2 separate regions of the Gossypium hirsutum genome follow, and region 2 is linked to region 1. Evidence: chromatin contacts called from public Hi-C data. All regions are on one chromosome and are shown on one strand. Each heading gives the region's core, a stretch centred on a gene start, on an enhancer-like site or on the middle of the called end of the contact. The rest is flanking DNA. Distances are from core to core; before and after follow the strand shown.

Evidence for each region. A called contact is a pair of places that touch in the nucleus more often than the background predicts.
Region 2: a contact with region 1 is called in a Hi-C map of leaf, with 3 times the contacts expected there. The contact joins the promoter of LOC107952811 here to the enhancer-like site in region 1. A contact is called at or near these places in 16 of 34 Hi-C or Micro-C datasets (callus, fibers, hypocotyl and 3 more).

Annotation. Positions count from the first base shown.
Region 1 is chrA07:64,917,775-64,924,189 of Gossypium_hirsutum_v2.1, forward strand. LOC121231922 (a long non-coding RNA gene) reads right to left here. Exons shown (of 2, transcript XR_005930082.1): 1 at 2,717-6,415; 2 at 225-450. Among protein-coding and RNA genes, the nearest start is that of LOC121231922, 4.1 kb to the right of the region's middle. Within about 2 kb of position 2,552, at least 9 of the 9 cell types and tissues checked have an H3K27ac peak or open chromatin away from gene starts, as enhancers often do. A contact at or near this core is called in fibers, hypocotyl and leaf, where this site is marked.
Region 2 is chrA07:65,100,198-65,106,612 of Gossypium_hirsutum_v2.1, forward strand. LOC107952811 (transmembrane protein 256 homolog) reads left to right here and starts at 2,376. Exons shown (of 5, transcript XM_016887996.2): 1 at 2,376-2,530; 2 at 2,615-2,685; 3 at 2,805-2,885; 4 at 3,095-3,138; 5 at 4,802-5,142. The coding sequence starts at 2,476. The coding sequence ends at 4,901.

The DNA of each region.
Region 1 (6,415 bases), core at 1,302-3,801:
TTTGGTTAAATGGTAGACTTTTAAGATCATAAGGTGATGGTAACATACCATTATAAGGTGATAAATATATACATATAGTCCAATTGGGAGATTATTAGATTTTTTTAATGTAGTTGTAACACCCCATACTTGACCCAATTGTCGAGTCCGAGTTACGGGATGCCACATTTGTTGCCAGAGCAACTACGAATCCATTTACCCTTTTATATGTGCCGCTAACCACATTACGCAATCACAATTTGTTTTTCAATCAAATTTAAGTCTTATATGAGATTATGAAAGCTCTTTTGATAACCCGAGGTCGAATTAGGACCAAAATGTAAAGTTTGCAATTTATCAGGTTGACGTTGCGACTTCAAGGGTTCCTCATCGTGATGCAACTCATTGACTTGATCTCGTCACGGTAATAGCTCGATGTGATCGTTTGTTTTCAAATGGTCCGAATGGTACCTATTCAAATCACCCATTTAGTTCAAAATGTATATCAATTCAACCATTTTAGTATTCTAATTATTTCCATATGCTCAATTTTATTCTCTTGCATCATAAATTCCTATACATTATACATTCAACATATCAAAATTTATCCATTTCAACCATCTAATCGTTTCAACCTATTTATGTCATGAACATATATATATATATCATTAACAAGTTATGAATTTGACTCCAACACATTGGCAATTCAACATTCACCACAACCATTTAAATACAAATTAAACTCAAAATTTAGGTACATGTCATATATCAAAATAAAAGGAATTATACAAACATTGTTGATTCAAGAACTTTTGATTGGATGTTGTATCACGTTTCAAAATCTTGATATCTACTAAAAACTACGCACGGAAAGAAACAATCGTACGTTGAGCGGGAAATCTCAATGGTCCTTTCATGATTCAAATCAATGCAACATTAGCATTAGCAAATGAACACAATGAATTCAAGTTCAATATTTAACCAATTCACACTCCATCATGCCAAGAGTTTCTATTATCATATATAGACATATAACAATTTTTCATACCAATTCATTGAACATCTGCAATAAATTCACCATATCATACCATTCAACAAATTCCAATCTATTTACCATTCATTACATAACCACTTAAAACATTCAATACAATAAGGAAAGACATGAGTGCTCTCTATGAAAACACTGTTTCTGAAAAATCCATTATGTAGGAGTTGATTCCTAAGAAGGTTAAATTCAGAGGAAAAAAAGATGATACTACTAATAACATGATGATTGATTTGTCTCTGGAAAAACCTATCTCGTGGAGGGACATGCTCGTCGGCCAATTGTCAAAGGATACATTCAATGGATCAGAAGGAAAAAATGATCTTGATATCTTGGATGGGGATATTCAGAAATCAGTTGTCAATGGGGTGCCTTCCATTTCTTTCTCAGACAAGATTCACAAAATCCTCATTCAAGGTATGAAGAACATCGTGATTTTAAAACTTCTTGGTCGTAACATTGGATTCTCGGTTTTGTAGAATAAATTATGCAACATGTGGAGACCATCAACACATTTACATATGATGGACATTGAAAATGGATATTTCCTGGTGAAATTTTAGAATAAGCTGGATTGTGAAAAGACATTATCTGAAGGACCGTGGATCATTTTTTGTCAATATTTTGACTGTTCAGCCTTGGACGTTAACCTTTGATCCCACACAGGCTTACCTAATGGCATAGATCAGATTTCCTAGTTTACCTGGATATTTATACAATTATAAAATTATTACTAAAATAGGGGAAATGGTTGGAAAAAGTGGTTAAATTGGATATGAACACGGATAGCAGGGCTAGGGGGTGCTTTGCTAGAATGGTTGTTTACGTTGATATGGAAAAGCCTTTGGTGTCATGTATTCCGATTAATGGTCATAAACAGAATGTAGAATACGAGTCTCTATCAACAATTTTCTTCCACTATGGAAGGTACAGACATGTGGAAAATTCTTGTTCTTTTAGAAATTCTAGAACTACCAGTGAAAAGGAGAACGCCATGTCTGTTTTATCATTAGAGCTTCAAAACACAGCCGGAGATGGTTTGGAGAAAAAGGACAGAAATTTCAGACCTTGGATGATCGTTGAAAGGAATTAAGGCGAAAAATTAGAGAAAATGTGCCAATTTCCTTAGATAATCAAAAGGCTAGAAAAGAAGGATCTCGGTTCAGAATCCTTAATAATAGCGATACGCACAAAGAGGATTATAAGGGAGATTTGCCTGATTCTAGGCACTACAAAGAGAAAGAAGCTATGTATGGTAATTTCCTTGAGAACAATACTGCTCCTCACTTCAATGGTTGCATAGAAAAGGAAAAAATCATTAATAATAGTAATTTAAAGTAGGTAGGTTCGATGGAGGCTGGTGGCTCGTTCATTAGAGAGAATATTGGACTTAATGTGGAGCCCAATCTGCCTATTATTAGGCTGAAAAAAATTCACAGGTTTTTAAGGAGACGGTTAACGGATTGGGCCTTGGAAATACTCCAATTGGGCAGGCCCAGGGTCTATTGGATCAAGCTGATCCAAATTCAGCAGCCCAACAAAGTACTGATGCTGCTGGAAGGGATAGGTGGTTTTCAGCTGAGGCAGGTTTGTTAATAGAACCTGGCGCTGATTTGAGTCTCCGACTTGAAGGTAAAGGTTTATCTATTCGGCCAGATTCGAAGGACGCAGGGCGAGACAGAAGTGGCGTACCTTTGGATGTTGGAAATCTTGATTCCGGCAAATATTCGAAAGTTGCTTTCCATGAAAGCACTCACGCCAAGGAAAGTAACAGTCTTCCCTCTTCTAAGATTCTGAATTCTTCTCCGGCAAATCCTTCTGGTTCAGATAAGGTGCTTAGAAATAGAGGTAGAGGAGCTGCTAAAAAACATGCCAAATTTTTTTATGGCAACAATATCCATTTCAAAACTTCGGGAATCCAGAGACTGTACCTAAAGGATTCGATGGAGCAACTTGTCGAGAGTATTTCGGCTCTTTCAAAATCTAATCTTGGTAATGAAATAGAAATTGAGCTTGGGTGGAAAAAGAGAGAGCTAATGTCCCTGAACAGTAAGGTTTTTTTGATGGATTTTTTTATTTTATTTTGGTATTTTATATATCTTTTTATATTAGAATTGGGGATTTGTTTACTTTACTTTTTTTCTTTTTTTTCTTATATTATATCAAATTTTTTATGGCTTTAAATCTAAAAATTTTCTCCTGGAACTATCAAGGGGGCGCTAGTAGAAATTTTTTACGAACTTTTCGGGAATACAACGCGGACTACAGGCCTGACATTGTTTGCTTGGTGGAACCGAGAGTGAGTAGTAAAAAGGCTAATTTTATTATTGATAAATTGGGTTTTAACTACTCACATCGGGTTGAAGCTGTTGGTTTTTTAGGAGGCATATGGGTTAGATTGAAGGGCTTTATCCAAGTCCATATTATTCATAATCATCCGTAATTTATCTTCTTACATGTTGATAATCTTAGTCCTAATAATTTGTTCTACATTTCTTTTGCTTATGTCAGTCCAAATAGGTCTAAACGAAAGCTTCTTTGGGAAGGCTTAAGATCTGTTATCCCTAATCATTCTTTTCCTTGGTTAATTATGGGAGATTTTAATGCTATTTTATCTCTTTCAGATAAAAAAAGCACTATCTTCGTAGGTAAGCGTTGCAATTTATTTGGTAATTTTGTTGACTCTTATGTACTACAGGATTTGGGGTATAGTGGGCCATCCTTCACTTGGAAAAGAGGTGGTACTTTTGTCAGACTTGATTAGGCCTTAGCTAATGATGCTTGGGTTTCTGTTTTTTTGTAGTACACAGTCCATCACCTCACTCGTATTAAGTCTGACCATAGGCCCCTCTTGCTATCTACTAGGACAGACCTTAGCATATCACAAGGCAAACTTTTCAGATTTTTAGCAAGATGGACGAAGCATAATGATTTCCCGAACCTTATCAGAGAAATGTGGAATTCTGTAGGTAATATGGCTTAATCTTTAAATAATTTTACCTTTTTTTGCTAAAGATTGGAACAGGAACATTTATGGCTTTTTGGGTACTCGTAAGCGGAATTTAATGAGATCGCTCAAAAATATTCAAAGAGCCTTAGATCACTCTTTATCTACTCATTTAGTCAAAAAAGAATTGGATATTCGAGATGAATTGGAAAATGTTTTTGATCATGAAGATTTGCTTTGGAGAAAAAAGGCTTGATGCCATTAGCTTCAATTGGGAGACCGGAATACAAAATCCTTTCATAGTCATACGTTGAGGAGAAAGAAATTCAATCGTATCACAACCTTATGTATTAATAATGGGGAATGGTGTTCAGATCATGACATTCTGCAATTTAAGGTGATGGAATTTTTCGAAAGACTTTACGGAGAGGCCTCCCCTATCTTGAGAGATATTCCAAATGTCGGCTTTCCTAGCTTTAATGCCTCTGAGTCTACTTTTTTTTAGGCTACTATCACTAATGAGGAGATTAAAAGGGCATTGTTTAACATGGCTCCCTTGAAAGCTCCTAGAAGTGATGGGTTCCAAGCTCACTTCTTTCAAAGTCAGTGAGATATCCTCGGAAATGATGTGTGTCAGTGGGTTAAAGATGTCTTTGATGGTAGATCGATTGAGCTAGATTTGAATAATAAGTTGATTGTGCTTATTCCTAAAAAAGAAAACCCTAAGGACTTTAGTCATTTTAGACCCATTATTTTATGTTCTTTTCTTTACAAGTTTGTAATGAAGGTGATTGCAAATCTGTTCAAGGTGATTTTTCCTAAGCTGATCTCCCAAGAACAAGCTGGTTTCATAGCTGGGCGAAACATTTCTGATAACATTATTTTAGCTCAAGAAGTCATCCATTCTATGAGGTGCAATCGAAAAGGGAGGAAATGGATGGCTATTAAGCTGGATTTGGAGAAGGCCTATACCAGAGTTAGTTGAGAGTTTATAAATGCTTCTTTGGTTGCGGCTAGGATCCCTGTCTTCTTACGTAAAGTGATTATGACAGCTATTTCTTCTTATTCTATGCAAATTCTATGGAATGGAATACCTACTCTGAAGTTCAAACCTAATAGAGGAATTCATTAAGGATGTCCCTTATCGTCTTATCTATTTGTGCTTTGTATGGAATGTTTGGGTCATTTTATTCAGACATAGATAGAAACTAGAAACTGGGATCCAATTCGTCTTTCTTGTGCCGGTCTTTCTGTTTCCCATCTATACTTTGCTAATGATTTGGTGATCTTCTGCAAAGCTCAACTTGACCAAGCTCGATTATTGGATAACATTCTAACTTATTTTTGTGAGATCTCGGGTCATAAAATTAGTGTTAGAAAAAGCAACATTTTTTTTCCAAAAATACTGAAGCTGATGTCCGTATCAACTCAGTCAGCTCTTTGGATTTCAGGAAGTCCGGAATCTTAGCTCTTATTTAGGTGTTCCTCTTTTGCACGATAGGGTTACCAAGAGTGCTCTTAGCTTTATTAGGGACAAAGTGAGGAAAAAATTACAGAGTTGGGAGGCTAGGAAATTATCTATTGCTGGAAGAATCATTTTGGCTCAATTTGTACTCCTTTTTGTATCCAATTACTTCATTAAGTCCTTGATGATTCCGAAAGGTGTTATTGTTGACATCAAAAGATTAGTTAGATAGTTTATTTGGGGCTGTACTGATGGTCACCCTCGAATGTCTTTAGTAGGTTGGAGTTCTATTTGTCAACCGAGGGCTCGGGAAGGTCTTGGATTCAAGCATTTAAAAGATCAAACTTCATCATTCCTTATGAAGATTGGCTTTAATCTATTGTTTAAAAACAATGTGCTTTCTTCGTGCCAAATATGGTTGGAAAGATCAGTTTCTAGATCCTATTAATAGATCTTAGTGCTCATATTTATGGATGGCACTTTCCAAGATATGACAGCTTCTTCGTGAAAATCTAGCTTGGTCCATTGGTGATAGCACCAATGCTCGATGTTGGAAAGATCCTTGGATTCCAGGTACGGGCCCTTTAATTTCAAAAATACCTTCTTCTGCTAACCTTGATTTGGATTGTTGTGTTAGGGAGATGGTCAATTTCGATGGTAGCTGGAACTTGGAGTTGTTTTGTGTTTGGGTGACTGAAGATGTAATCAATAGAATCATTAGCATTCCTCCTCCACACCTAGACTCTGGATTGGATAGAGTGATATGGGCCCGGTCAGTGTCAAGAGTCTTCTCAGTTCGTAGTGCTTACTGTTCTTTGAAAGAAGAGTCTTGGAACCCTCAGGAGGAACATTGGAAGATCATATGGAAATACCCGGGTCCTCAGAGAGTAAGAGTCTTTCTTTGGCTAGCTTTCAAGCAAAAGCTCCTTACTAATTCAGAGCGAGCTAGACAAGGAATTAGTCAAATAAATTCCTGCAT
Region 2 (6,415 bases), core at 1,126-3,625, 180 kb after region 1:
CTTAAGTAGCCTTCATGGCTCACCTCCTCTGTTTCGGATACCTACCTGGTGCACAGCTTCCATTCACTTTGTTAGCTCAACAAAAGTCGGATATTTAAAACACTAAAATGAAACGTGGATTTTTAACTTCAAAGTGGCACGTCGAATTCGGCCATAACGTCTGGGCCGGGTTTAAAGTGTTACACTGAGTACACGGGCGTGTTTAAGACACAAGAGCATGTCCTGTGTCCACACAGGCTTGTGACCCTGTTTCATGAAAATTTCTCTAAGTTTTCCCAGAGCTTTCTAAAGTCCTCAGTTTAGTCCCGAACCATCCCGATGTGTGTTTTAGGCCTCGAAGGCCTGTATAAAGGACGATCTACATGTGTTTGAAAAGTTTTAATTCAGATGAAATTTTATGGCCTGGTTTTGCATGTTTGTGAATGTTTAAGTCCGGTAATGCCTCGAACCATGTCCCGGCTTTGGATATGGGTAAGGGGTGTTACAATAACCATACCAAGTTGGCCAAATAACACATTCACAACATCTATTATATTTAAGCCCTATACATACTAGACTCACATATATCATTTTAACATTTTGTTCAAACTTTAATCATCCACACACAAATCAATCAACCATTTCTTTCCTAATATCAAAAGACCATGCTCAACCATTAACAAAAGGTATTAAGGCATATCAAAACTTAGCACAACCCAAAACATACCAATTTAACATACAACCCTATACTTGCCATTTATAACCATTTCAATATATTCAAAAGTTACCAAAATGGATCGATAGATAGTGTGATCTTGCTCCGATGTTGATTCCAATCGTTCAAGCTTTTGATAATCTACAAAATAGACAAAATAATTACGTAAGCAACTAGTGCTTGGTAAGATCATATACAAGAAACTTAAACTTACCGAACATAAAACGATTAATTCATTCATTCATAGATCATGAGATCATAAGGATACTTTTCCTCCCTATCCACAACACCTCACAAGGTTAATAGATATAATTAAGAACACATCTATACATGAAAATGGAACATAACATGAAATGAATTTCATTCTGTAAATCATCCAACACACAATCAATTAATTACCTTTTCAAACAATTTATATATATCACAACTTCCATTTCATAAACCCAATGACATAACTCATTTCATATACAAACCTTTTCAATCATGCTCATTAAGTCATTTAGACATTATATTTCCTATTCATCACAATCCACATAGTTAGTAGATAACTTGAAAATATAACATCTATGAAACATAGCATATATTATGAAATGAATTCCATATATCTAACATTCATCATATGATAAATTTTCTTCCTTTTTATTTCATTTACACATACCAATATTTCCATTTCATATGATCATTAGCAACAATAAGTTTTTATACATGCCTTTCCATTAACCTTTACTTACCCATTGAACCATTTAGACTTATATCAAATACTCAGGAATACTCACACAAAGTGTGCCTTTTCATGTAATCATAACATTTCCAATAGTGCTCACACGAGCTGTGAAATAGGCCTACTCACACAAGCTATGGGTCTGGATGTTAGCTACAAGATGCTGCTCACACAAGCTGTGGAGAATCTGCAACAAATGCAGGACCTCAGCCATCTGTAGGACATCCAGAACCAGCACTTGAAACCATATAATCCCTAATGACATGTCATTTGTATCCTAAGTATTCGTAAGGTTCAAACGAGATATATTACATTTTGAATTCTTTAATTTCTTTCCATTACACCATTACAAACATATGAATCCATAAAATTCACATTTTCACAATTTGCTATTAACTATTTAAACATTTCCATTCAACCCAATTTTCCAATTGTAAATTTTTACTAAATCGTTAATCATTCATCACAAATAGAAATTAACAAGTTAATCCTTATACGAACTTACTTGTACCAAAACAATGCCCTAACATGATCCAACGGCTAATCTGCTATTTTGGTTTTTTTTTTCTCGCAATCTGTATCCATTTGAGTTGTTTCTTGATCTAGATAAATATTTTTATTTAATTAATTTTGTTTCAAAATTTAAAATAATCAATTTAGCTTATAACCCTTAATGATGAAAAATTACAAAATTGTCCTCACAGTGTACCTTTTATGCATTTAGTCCCTAAACCCGAAACTTACAATTTCACCATTTTTTAACCATAAATCATGCTAGTTGATTTTTACCTAATATTATAATAGCTTTACTTACAGCAGAATTTAACCTGAAACAAAACTTGAGCTAATAAAAGTAAATAATTAACACGAAAGAGAAAAAAGTTCAAAACGAGTAAAAGAATAGGAGAACCATGTAAACGGTTGCGTTTCAGCGCGAAAGAAAAACGACAACGTTTGACTCCGCCTTTCAACGATTTACGCATAATAAAGTTTGCTCACTGCAGCAAAACCGATCGCCAACATGCAACCAGAAGTCTAACCTGAAGAAAGAAGAGAGTTTATGAGAATTCCCCAAATGGATGCTTTTCAGTGGCACAAGATTGCTGCTGTTTCTGGTTTTTAACTTATTTATCTCATCTTTTTCAATTCCTTTTTCATATATACTTATTTATGGGTTGTTGTTTTTTTTTAAATAACAGGAATAGCAGCCCTTGGATTGGGCACTTATGGCTTCCACATCTTTAAACCTGAAAATCCCGTTTACAAGGAGGTCGGTTTTTTAATACCCTTTCATTTTTTTCACCCAAATTTTCACTTTTCAACGTTTTTGTTGTTCAATTATTTTGTTGTTCTTTTTTTTTTCTTTTTATAATTGGATGATGAACTTAGGTATGGCAAATCGCTTCTACTTACCACTTGTTTCACACAGCTGCTCTTCTTTCTGCTCCTATTACCAAACGCCCCCACATTGTTAGTTCCCTTTTGCCCTTTTATTTTTATAATTTCATTATTGATTTTCTGGGCATGGTTTGCTTAATATTCTTGGGAAAAATACTTTGTTGTTTTATTGATTGGTTTTATGGTTTTAGTTTTAAGAGACTAATCATACAATCCCCTGAATTTTATTGCTTCGTGTCGAGTTATCAATGGGCTAACTGCTCTCTTTTATTGTGCTTCAGTTTGGAGGCCTTTTGACTGCTGGCATTCTTTCTTTCTCTGGGTCGTAAGTTCCCTTTCCCTTTTATCTTCTTTTTTGAATTTGTTACTTGTTATAAGTTTGCAATTGATGAATGCTAATCTGAGGGAAAAAAAAGATTTGGTGAAAGGGATTTGAATGATATTCATCGAGATTTCATACTTTGGGTTACTTTCCTTGATGAAAATGATACATTTAATTGTTTTAAACTTGTGTTTTTTTGTTGTTGCATGTGTTTGGTCATAGATCACTGTCTTGTTTTTAAGTGCATTTCTTAGGTTAATGTTTCTTGAGAAGTTCATATATTTGGCCATTCTACCTGATGGATGCGGATGCATTTAACGGTTTAAAATTTGCATTTCTTAAGGTTTTTCTTTTATATTTTTATTGAGCTTCGTGTTTAGTTCAGAATTAGCGAAGGCTTTGAATGTAATGTAGTTGGATGATATGTAAAATTGAGGAGACTCTAATAGCAATTTGACTTTTAGCAACAATATGTTATTTATTGCAAATTTTATGGTTTTACAAATATTTAAATGTTGGCAGCATAAAAAGACTCAACAAGTTATTGTAAAACTAAACAAGAATGTGCATAAAATCGCTGCAAATACATTTTGCATAACTAATATTTGCTGCGCTTTATAACTTTTTATAAAAATTATTTGTTGCTTGTTGAGAAGTCTTCGAAGTGTCTTCTGTGCGGCTGACCTGGACCCCAACAATTGAAGGTATTGTCCCCGTGTTGGAGTTTTTTCCTCGGCCTCCACGGAGAGCTGTGTATGGTTCACAGAGGGGGGCGTCTCGGTCGGTAGAGATAGGTACTTGCAAGACTTGGGATAAGTGTAAGTGTTGGGCATATGAATAATAATGGAGGTACTCAGGCGTGCTGTAGTTTGAACCACTAATCTTAGCTTAAAGTTGACATGTTCGTAAACATGGTACCACTTGAGCTATGACCTCTATTATTATTCACGTCCAATACTAACATTTATCTTGAGTCTTGCAAGTACGTATCTCTACCGACCGAGCCCCCCGGTGAATCATACACGGCTTAGCGCGGAGGCCAGGGACAAAACCTGACACGGGGACAATAATTTAAATTGTTGGGGTCTAGGTCGACTACCCAGAGGACGACACTTAGAAAACTTCTCCCAGGGGAACCGATTCCTCCTCAACGTTACTAAATGTCAATTCCTTAGCGTGTTTGTATTGCTATTGAAACCATGGAGATTTTTTTCATAGGGTCTATGGGATACCGTGCATTACTAATGCTGTGAATAAAAGTGCATCTCTGTATTGACCATATCTCCTGTCATTCAACACTATGGATTCTTTGATTGAACAGAAACATAACCTAGCTTTGAACAGTTAGGTGTATGAATATGAATAAATGCAGTCAGTTGTTTAGCATCAACACTATGGATTCTTTGATTGAACAGAAACATAACCTAGCTTTGAACAGTTAGGTGTATGAATATGAATAAATGCAGTCAGTTGTTTAGCATCAACACTATGGATTCTTTGATTGAACAGAAACATAACCTAGCTTTGAACAGTTAGGTGTATGAATATGAATAAATGCAGTCAGTTGTTTAGCAGGGAATGGATGTGTGAATGCATTTACCATGCTAATGTTAAATTCATTCATGCAGAATTGATATGGTAAAAATATAATTAAATCATTCTGTAGGTGTTACACGGCAGCATATCTGGAGGACAGAAAATATTCGGCCCTTGCTCCATTTGGTGGCCTTGCTTTTGTTGCCGGTTGGGCAAGTCTGTTATTCTAAGGTTTGGATTTTCCTTAGAAGAACTTATGCTATCACTTGAAACAAGTTAGAGAACATCTTGTCCTCTTTGTTATGCCATATATGTAACAAACCTTTGTATAGTTGTTGTCTCATAAGATACCCTAATACATTTTTAATTGCAAACAAGACATAATTATGTATTTTTGTCTGTTATGGGTATTAACATTGTAATATGTCTTGTTTGATTGTGAAAATCAATTCAATAACTATTTACCCCCAAGCTTTTCCTGGGAAACGATGAATTTTACTAATACAAGAGTTTCCCTTTCTCTGTACACTTCTAGTATTATTTCCAATTAATATGTTTTATTTATTTAATTTTGATAATTTTTTTTAAAAACAATTTAAACTTTCAGTTTATTAAAATATATTTTTCTTATATAATTACATTACAATTTTGTTTTAGTTTTATTTTATTAAATGTTTCATAGGCATTAAAAGAAATTATAAAATTTTAGAATGTAATTCTATAAAATTAATATCGATTTTTTAAAAAATGAAAATTAAAACTAAATTTATGAAATAAACTTTAAAAAATATTGTATCATGTCATGAAACAATAATAATTGTGTTATTAAGTTTTTTTCTTTCGTTCGTTAAAGAGGAAAGTGACATTTCACAAAGTGATCCCTTAATTTTATATATTGGTGCTTTCCTATGAAAATTTTTGAAATACTATTGGTGAGAATATTATTGTTAAAAAAGTTATTTATGTTACTCTTATTAAATAAAAGATAATATTTTTTTATAAGAAAATAGAGTTAATTTCACTAGACATCCTCAAATTACGACTCTCATTTTAAATTGGTCTCTAAACTTCAAAATGTTCAGTATACTCCCAAACTATCGATATTATATTTATCATGTCCTTCAATTAATGAAACTGTTAATTTAACTATTAAATGACAAGAAAAATTTTATGTGATATAATTTAAAATGAAAATTTAAAAAAAAGTAAAATATTGTTGCATAACTTTTAAAATTAAAAATTAAAAATAAAGTAAAAAAGAGAAAAAAAAAAGAGAACAATAGTTTCAATAAAAACTTTGAAAAATCTCAAAATCAAGAATTTTACAAGATTCATTTTTAAAATGTTTATTTTTCTTTAAATTTTTCATTTTAAAATACATCTTAATAATTAAATAAACAATTTTAATAACAAAAAGACCTTATTGATCATTAATAGTTTGAGGATATAATTAGAATGTTAAAATTTGATGTTTTTTAAATAATTTTTAGGCTTCATACACAAATTAACCCCTAAAACATCTCGATTTTCTAAGTTTGGTACTTAAAACTTTGCACAATGGTTTAGAACTAGAGTCTGTTTTCCTTTACACGGTTCACCCCAAGCATTAACCTTGTTAAAAAAAAACACCAATCACATCCTCCATCCAATCAAAAGCTGTCACATGGAATATCCTAATTAAAAACACTTTAAATTAATAAAAAAAATTAAAATTTTAAAAATTATATTAACTGATTTTAAATAT